Regions from separate parts of the Mus musculus genome. Here region 2 is linked to region 1. A link is a contact called in public HiChIP or PLAC-seq data. All regions are on one chromosome and are shown on one strand. Each heading gives the region's core, a stretch centred on a gene start, on an enhancer-like site or on the middle of the called end of the contact. The rest is flanking DNA. Distances are from core to core; before and after follow the strand shown. Region 1 has its middle 18 kb from the start of H2al2a. Region 2 holds the start of A930004D18Rik (RIKEN cDNA A930004D18 gene).

What was found. HiChIP or PLAC-seq counts read pairs in DNA pulled down with a chosen protein or histone mark.
Region 2: an H3K27ac HiChIP or PLAC-seq map of embryonic stem cells shows a contact between it and region 1, with 19 read pairs. The contact joins the promoter of A930004D18Rik here to the enhancer-like site in region 1. A contact is called at or near these places in 1 of 15 datasets of contacts at CTCF or cohesin (embryonic stem cells), 23 of 484 Hi-C or Micro-C datasets (embryonic stem cells, morula, reprogramming fibroblasts and 2 more), 14 of 115 datasets of contacts at active chromatin or transcription factors (bone marrow-derived macrophages, embryonic stem cells, expanded potential stem cells and 1 more) and 2 of 9 other capture datasets (adipose tissue and pancreatic islet).

The regions. Positions count from the first base shown.
Region 1 is chr2:17,976,495-17,980,791 of GRCm38.p6, forward strand. No RefSeq gene overlaps it. Among named protein-coding and RNA genes, the nearest start is that of H2al2a, 18 kb to the right of the region's middle. Within about 2 kb of position 1,962, at least 21 of the 459 cell types and tissues checked have an H3K27ac peak or open chromatin away from gene starts, as enhancers often do. A contact at or near this core is called in embryonic stem cells, morula and trophectoderm, where this site is marked.
Region 2 is chr2:18,035,904-18,040,200 of GRCm38.p6, forward strand. It overlaps A930004D18Rik (RIKEN cDNA A930004D18 gene), which reads right to left and starts at 1,838. Exons shown (of 2, transcript NR_028376.1): 1 at 1,664-1,838.

The DNA of each region.
Region 1 (4,297 bases), core at 712-3,211:
GGAACATCATTACTGAACAATCAGCCTACTGTGAGATCAGCTAATAAGTGCCACACAGCCCACAATCATGATTCTGCAGTAGTTGACAACCAAAGATCAGTAGTTATCCAGGGAGACACTCTATCATGAGAAATAGATACTACAAAGTCAGAGGGAAGAGTCCACAAGTCACCCTTAATTTTACCCCAGCAAATTCAAGGCTCCAAAGATTATCTCAGGTTAAAGGATTTGTTAAAAGGACTCATAAGGACTTAGTGGAAGCCTGGCTGTGGTGGTGTAGGCCTTGAATCCCAGCACTCTGGAGGCAGAGGCAGACAGATCTCTGAAGTCAAGGCCAGTATGGTCTACAGACTGAGTTCCAGGACAGCCAGGACTATGTAGAGAAACTCTATCTCAAAAAATAAATAAATAAATAATCAAACCAAAGACAAGACAAAACAAAAACAAACAAACAAAAACTTACTAGAAGCCACTCACAGCTATAGTTTATTTGCTACGGCTAAGGATACAGGTTAACACCCATCAAGGAAACTCCAACAAGGAAGGACACATGGGCAAAAGCCAGAAGAGTTTCAAGGAGGAGTTTCCAGTTGTCGGCCCCCTATGGCATCATGGGTACCATTCATTCTTCCCAGTAATGATGTCTGTAACTCTATGGACAATGTGTTATCCAAAGAGGAAACTCCTCAAACTTTGATGTACATGATTTTATTGGGGTGACTGGCTTCCCAAATGGCTCATCTCAGTCACCAGTCCTTCAGGAACACAAATTGATCCAACACAACCCAAGGCCCTCACATTAAATCCCATTTTGGTATAGTCCAAAGATTTCAGGCAAGCAAAACTCTGTACCTGACAGAATATTCCAAGGTCCTAAGTCAAAGGTTAGAACGTGCCACGGGCAAAGTCCATCAGAATTCTGGTACTCAGGTGGGCAAGGAGTCAGCAAGTGACAAACAGACTCAAACAAAAGAGAGTGCTGAATCTGAGTGTAATTTTTCAAAGCGAGCATCAGGCTTATATAGTCATTACAGAAGAAAACAAGGAAGTTAGGTAATACATCAGCCAAGATACATTAAGGTCATGCATTATGACTCTTTAAACAAAACAAAAAAAAATACATACATGAAAACTGGCAGGAACCAGGCAGTGTTTACAACTGAGATAAAATCAGCCCTATCTAAAATCAGATTATTATTAGAAGCCAAGGACAAGGGGTTCAAGCCCTAGCCATAGTTCCAATTCTAGTCTATTGTATAACCCACCTTCTTCTTAGGCCATTGTAAATTCCTGTATATGGGAGTGACTCAGCTGTTATTCTAAGTATTTACTCTAGTTCCTTCTTAAACCACAACCCACATTCTTTCTTCTATTATGTAATGTAGTCTGCCAACATGACAGTGATGAGTATTCTAAGATTATTTAGTTGAACTTGTCCTGAGATTTCTTTCTTTTTTGGGGGGGGGGGGGGGGTATTTGAGACAGGGTTTCTCTGTATAGCCCTGGCTGTCCTAGAACTCACTTTGTAGACCAGGCTGGCCTCAAACTCAGAAATCCGCCTGCTTCTGCCTCTCTGCCTCTCTGCCTCTCTGCCTCTCTGCCTCTCTGCCTCTCTGCCTCTCTGCCTCTCTGCCTCTCTGCCTCTCTGCCTCTCTGCCTCGTGCTGGGATTAAAGGCATGCCACCATGCCCGGCTGCCCTGAGATTTCTAACTCTTTTTTTTTGTTTGTTTGTTTTTCGAGACAGGTTTTCTCTGTATAGCCTTGGCTGTCCTGGAACTCACTTTGTAGACCAGGCTGGCCTGGAACTCAAAAATCCACCTGCCTCTGCCTCCTGAGTGCTGGGATTAAAGGCGTGCGCCACCACGCCCAGCTGAGATTTCTAACTCTTTCCAGTAAACAGCAACGCCTGTTTTCTTTCACTATCTCTCTATCAACACTGGAGGCATTTCGTCTGAATAAGTAACATTCTTACGAAATTCAAAGCCCAAGGTCAGCTCAACCATTGACTAGGAGGTTGGGACAAGGGTGGAGGCCAGGAAGCAATGTTCAATCTAACTTGACTATTCCTCAAATCATTCCTTGGGGGCACTTATAATAAAACAATACTGAAAGAAAGTGTGCGAAACCCTCTACAGACTATATCAAGGACAAATCTGGACCACATCCCTGTTACGGAACCTCCTGGAGACCAGTTTCCATGAACCTTTTGGTTTGGTTTGTTTTTTTTGTTTTTTTTTTCTTTGTTTTTTTGTTTTTCGGTGTAGTCCTGGCTGTCCTGGAACTCACTCTGTAGACCAGGCTGGCCTCAAACTCAGAAATCCGCCTGCTTCTGCCTCCCAAGTGCTGAGATTAAAGGCATGTGCAACCACGCCCAGCTGGCAGATGGATTTCTGAGTTCGACTCAGGACTGAGGCCAAGCTTTTGGACTTGTCATACAGAATACACTGGAGTGGGTGTGGCAAGAACTCTTTTGGACAAGTTCAGTTCTTTACTATACTTGTTTTTGTTTTCTTTTTGTTTCTTTTTTTTTAATTTATTTATCATATTTAAGTACACTGTAGCTGTCTTCAGACATTCCAGAAAAGGTCGTCAGATCTCATTACGGATGGTTGTGAGCCATCATGTAGTTGCTGGGATTTGAATTCAGGACCTTTGTAAGAGCAGTCAGTACTCTTACCCGCTGAGCCATCTCGCCAGCCCCTTGTTTTCTTTTTATATTTATTATTTTTTGCTAGTTTCCTATGTAGATATAATTGTAGCTGGCTTAGTTACTTTGTATTTTCTTCTTTCTCCCACCCTTTAACCCCACCCCCCCCCCACTCCTTATCACTTAGATGGGAGAGAAAGAAGGATAGAGTAGAAAGGGAGAAATCTCTGAATCTAATTTCTTTCCTCTTGTTTCTTCTTTGCTTGTAGCTGGTCTTTGCTACTTTCTGGGTTCTTCTTTTTCCCGTCCTTTATATCCTCACCACCAACCATTTCAACCTCTAACACTAAATAAAAGAGAAACAAGGATAGAGGGGAGAGAGAAATTAGAAAAATCCCTGTATCTAATTCTTTACTTTTGTTTTTTCCTTGACTATGGCTTCTAACAAACCTCAACCAACATGCCCCTCCCTTCCCTACCCCCACACCCAGCTCCACGAGAAGACACAAACACACACACACACACACACACACACTCAAGGATCAACAACCCCCCTCCCTATAAAACCACACCTCTGCTAGAGCATGCAGCAAATCATAGTCAGCTGCAGCAAGCAGTCTAAAGTAGCCCTGTGTTTTTACACTTGGGATTAAAACAAAGGCACATTTGTATAATATTTCTATGTTTTTAAAGAAATTGAAATTCTGGAATTTTCACTACATAGAATACATTCTGGATATTTTCATCCCTTCTTATACTCTCTCATCCCCTCCCACTCCTGCTGAACCCCGTTTTGCCTTCCCAACAATTTCCCTCCTACACTTATATTGTTTTGTTTTGTTTTGTTTTGTTTTGTTTTGTTTTGTTTTGTTTTTCCAGACAGGGTTTCTCAGTATAGCTCTGGCTGTCCTGGAACTCACTTTGTAGACCAGGCTGGCCTCGAACTCAGAAATCTGCCTGCCCCTGCCTCCCAAGGGCTGAGATTAAAGGCATGTGCCACCACCACCGCCCGGCTCATGTCTTTTTTTGTTGACTTTGCTTTGTATTTTTTTTATGACCCATTAATTAGGATTGCTTGCATTAATGTGGGGGCTGGTATAGACTAATGTGTGGGAAACTTACCAGTGGCTCAAAAAAGGACCCCCCCCCAGCTGCTATTAATTGCCTATAGCTCCTCAGAGATGGATGGGGCCTGATAAGCCCCTTCTCAGCTATATGAGAATGTTAACAAGCCCTGTCACGCCAAGTCTTGCGCAGGTAACCACAGATGCTGTGCGTACCTAAGTGTAACAGCCCTGTCCTGTTTAGAAGACATTTCATGGCACTCTTCCTCACCCCCTGGCTCCTACATCCTGTCTGTCTCTGTTCTGATTTGTGCCCGGAGCCATGGAGGGAGTGATACAGATGTCCTATTTAGAGCAGTGCACTCAGTAGTCATTCATTCTCTGTACTTTAACCTCTACTGCAAAGAGAAGTTTCTCTGACCAAAGATGACAGCAGCTTTGTACTTCTGGAGTACAAGAAGCCGGGCGGTGGTGGCACATGCCTTTAATTCCAGCACTTGGGAGGCAGAGGCAGGCTGATTTCTGAGTTAGAGGCCAGCCTGGTCTACAGAGTGAGTTCCAGGACAGCAAGGGCTACACAGAGAA
Region 2 (4,297 bases), core at 588-3,087, 59 kb after region 1:
ATGATTCCTTCCATTCACATTATAGAAGGTAACTGGACTCAATGGTCCTAACAGTATTTATTAAAAGGTTCCTCATTTTCTTTTCCTTAACAAAAAAATTTTTGCACTTTTCTTCCCATTGAAGACCACATTTAAGACCAGTCTTGAAGTATACACTAAAGTTCAGCTCAGAGAGTTGTGGGAAGTTCACAATCAGGGTGCTTCCAACTCATCTGGAAATCCTTCTGTTGTGTCAGATCTCAACCAGGTCAGACCAACAAGAGATTAATGCAAGTGACAAGATTTTAGAATCCCGGTTACCCACCTGCAAAATAAGTAATATTTTCTCCCCATGTAAGTTTCACAAAATGAGTTATGCTTCCGTTGTATTTTACTATAATCTCATATTACAACTACAAACACAGGTTGAAATGTTTAAGATAATATGAAATGCTGATAGTTTAGGTAAAGTGGACATTTCATAGATAATTTTTATCAAGAAGATGGTAAGAGTATATGACTAATTTCCTAGCTTACTTTTTAAAATTCACAATCCATTAAAAATGTAAAAGGATTTTTAAAGGATTTAAATGTTCTTATTATTTTCTTAAACGCATGTGAACAGCAGAACCACTGGACAGTTCTAACGTTAACCAAACTCTTCCATTAAAAAAAACAAAAAACAAAAAAACCTTCCTTATTTAAAAAAAAGTGTATTAGTCTTCTTTTTAAAATCAGATAAGAAACACTTGAGCCATAAAGATGTACACTCTTAATTCTCAATCACATACTTTAAGCTTGTTTAAGAAGTCTTTTATTATTAACAGAAAAAAATAAAATTGGCTTTCTGAAGGCCAATTTGCCACATGATGTGTAACACTTGGAACAAAATTAAAAGCACCTCTGTACATTTGCATCTGGCAATGCACTCTGTGTCGGACCCATAGCCGTGTGCATGGGTGTGTATGGAATGGAGCTCTTTGGGTGTGGTGTACATGCTATTTGCCACACTCAAAGCAGAGCATCTCAGCATTTGAGGGCCAAGAGGTTGGGATGCTCTGACCCTTCATCCCAGCAAGAAAGTGCAGTAGTGACCACAGCTTCCATACTGCCTCTCTCAACTCTGCTGTAAGTCTAGCTCTTCCTTTCTTTCCACTCCAGGAGAAAGGCTTCCACCTGAGTGTGAGGGTTAGGTAGGGGGAAGAATGGGGGGAGCTAAGAGGGTGGAAAAAGAAAAAAGGGAAGACAGACAGGAAAAGGGTGAATAAGCCTGTCTATGGCAATTTCTACTATAACATACAGTTTTTAATTCAAATAGGTGTAGTGATGAAAAAATCTGAAAGCTTAGCCTTCCTTGGGACTGCATCTTTGGACCCAACGCAGAGGAAGCAAACTACCCTTTGACATTTTCCCTGCTGATGATCAGGGGATCAGGGTATTCATCTGCAAGGAGGGAAAACAGGGAACTTGAGGAGGATGAGTGTGAGTCATGCTTTTCTTCCTGGCAGATCCAGGAGTCCAGGCCCTTCCAGGGTGTTTCAGAGATTGAGGAGTTTGCCCTTTCAGCCCCTGAGCAAGCTGTAGCCTATGCATTTGTGTGACATCCAACTTTCACAGGAGAGGGGCAAGGTGGCTGCTAAGTTTGGCACAGTCCCTCTGTGCCTCACCACAGACCATCACTTACCACAGCATTGTGTTTTTTCCTGGAGCTAACCCAAAGGAGGCAAGCACTAAGGATGGAAATTCTCTTCCAGCCTTCCAGTGTCTCTGAATGCTTCTTCAGTAACTTTCCAAGAGAGTTCTGTTGAAATGGTTGGTTTGTCATCTTAGTCAAGAGGATGGTAGCCACACAAATGGCGTTTCCCTCTCTCTTCCTCCCCAGCTTCCGGCCTGGGAAGGCTTTGACAGATCTGTGAGCTCCTTGCTAAGCTGCTACTATTTTAGGGTCTAAGTCTACTGACTAAGTCTTTATCCAATAGGGTTAAACACAGACATATTGATAGCCCTGATTAGAAGAGTGGCTCCTTCTGGAGAACCTCAAAGCTTTTCTTGACTCCCAGTTCCTCCCGGGACAGAACAAGAGTCTTTTGTCTTCTTCCAGACACCTAACCTGAAGGAAGACTCAGACATGAGCTTCAAAACTGGGATATTCTAATGCACTATAAACCTAGTTTCTTTGGTGGTTTTTCTTAGGGACTTCTTTCAGACTACCTGTTTGTACACACACACACACACACACAGAGAGAGAGAGAGAGAGAGAGAGAGAGAGTCTTAATGGGCTGCAAGCTCTTCTAATTCTTGTTCAGAAGCCAATCATGTCTCTGGTCAAACTCACTGTCCTTTGCAACAGAGGACAACTGCTGTCCATCTCCCCTAGTTAGACACCAGTCTATGTGGCTAAGATCCAGGCCATAAAAACCAACCAACCATCATCCAACAAAGTATTGCTTGGCATGTATTGTAACTCTAATATCACACAGATCTAGAAATCCTGGGAGCCAAGTGTTGGCTGCTCCCTCACGAGTGAAATATTAAGTTGGGCAAAGGTTTGTGGAGCATCCACTAGCCCACTTCTAAGTGCTACTGTTAGGTCTTAGAAAAATAAGGTGAGGAGATCAGCATGAAGGGTGGTGACAGGGTTTGGCTCCACTAATTTGGGGGTCGTGTTTTTCAAAGCAACCAAGTGATCTTTAGGTAAAGCCAAATACACAGGAGGAAAGCATCCTGTTTTGAGAGAGGCAGGAAGTGTAGATGCACAGCTATAACCTGTGAGTGTGTTAATTACTCAGGAAAAGGGCTTGGGAGCCCAAGGCTTGAATTTGGTGAATTCATGCAATTTGGAGCATTCCGACTTAGTATTGATCCCTAAACTCAATTTTGAAAGCAGCCTCCACCGCAGATGTGTGGGTTGTGTTATCCCAGTATTTGTGCGCATCGATTGACTAAAATAAAATGCATCATACTCTCCGCAAAGAAGGAAGAATCAGGGACAGTCACAAGAGGAATAGCAGAAAGTGCATAGTTAATATGGGTTGTACGCCAATCCGCGAAACAAGTGCTCTAAACCCAGGGGGATTTCATGGACTAGCTAATTTGGTGAGAGCGAGAGTGCGGAAGGAAGCAGGGCCATCTAAGAAGGGAAAGGAAGATAGCTAAACACAGGGTTTCTCCCTCACTGGAATTAACATTTCCCTGTGATTTGCATCAGCTAATGTCCAAACCCTCACAGTCCACCCAAGCCAGGTTTTCTGACACCAGTGGAGGCTCAAGAAGAAATCTGCTTTTTTCTAGCTGCAGTGTCAGAGGGAAAGGTTGCAAGGCAGGCGTCAGGCTGCTTTTCCCTTGGACCCACCAGGTCCTAAGACCCTGGAAAGGCCGCGGGACCCAGCCCTGGAGGAGGCACTGTCTGCCTGCCCCTCAGCCCTCTCAGGGCCAGGAGGACCCGTGGAATTCTGTCCTCAAAAGTTCTAGAAATGAATCCAGCGCCTGCCTGGTTTTGGCCATTCAGGTCCTTGGTCCTAACTGGCTGGACGGGGACTGGGAGGTGACCGAAAAATGAGATAGGAACATTTCATCTTAGATTAAAGAAATTATTTTTCCATGTTAAACAAATAGAACCAAACTTCTCCCTCATTTCTCTCATTTTCTGAATCCCTTGCAGGTTTCTAATGAAGAGACTGTGTGTGTCACCGCTCATAAGAGAGAAAAAGAGGGAGGGAAGGAGAGAGCTCTTTAAACAAAAGACAAGGAGGCCCAAGTAGGGGCCTGGAGCCGTCCCCGGAGCCTGCTCAGCCTGAAGACCCTCCAGTTCCCCGGCTGGGCAGGCATTTCGGAGAGGGTCTGCCACCGAGGCGGAACGGGCCGGCGCTCGCGCTTCCCGCGGCTGGAGAAGAACTAGAGACAAAGCCGGGATCCAAGGCCTTCCAGCGAGGCTCCAATCAGCGCCCGCCCGGAGCTCGCTCGCCGCCGGGCGAGGCGCGACCCCCTGCGGGCTGTGACTAGGGAGGGGAGCCCAGGCCCGGACTCGGCCTTCCAGCCGCCCTGGCTAGCCCTGGCTAGCCACGTTCCCCCGGTCGCACTCAGCCAGCTGCTCTCGGGTGCTCGCGAGTTCAAAACACACTCTCTCATTAATTAAAAGCTGGGTAGTCTTGTCACTTTCTTTCCTAGCCAAGGAAGCGCCTCGAGAAGTCCCCGCAGTCCTCTTGGCCCTCGCGTGAGGCTTTGGAGGTCGAGCGGCCATTTACTGCCCTCTGATTGCGCCGAGGCCCAGGTTAGCTCATAAAGGCTTTCACACTCAACAATGGGGCTTTTCTCAACA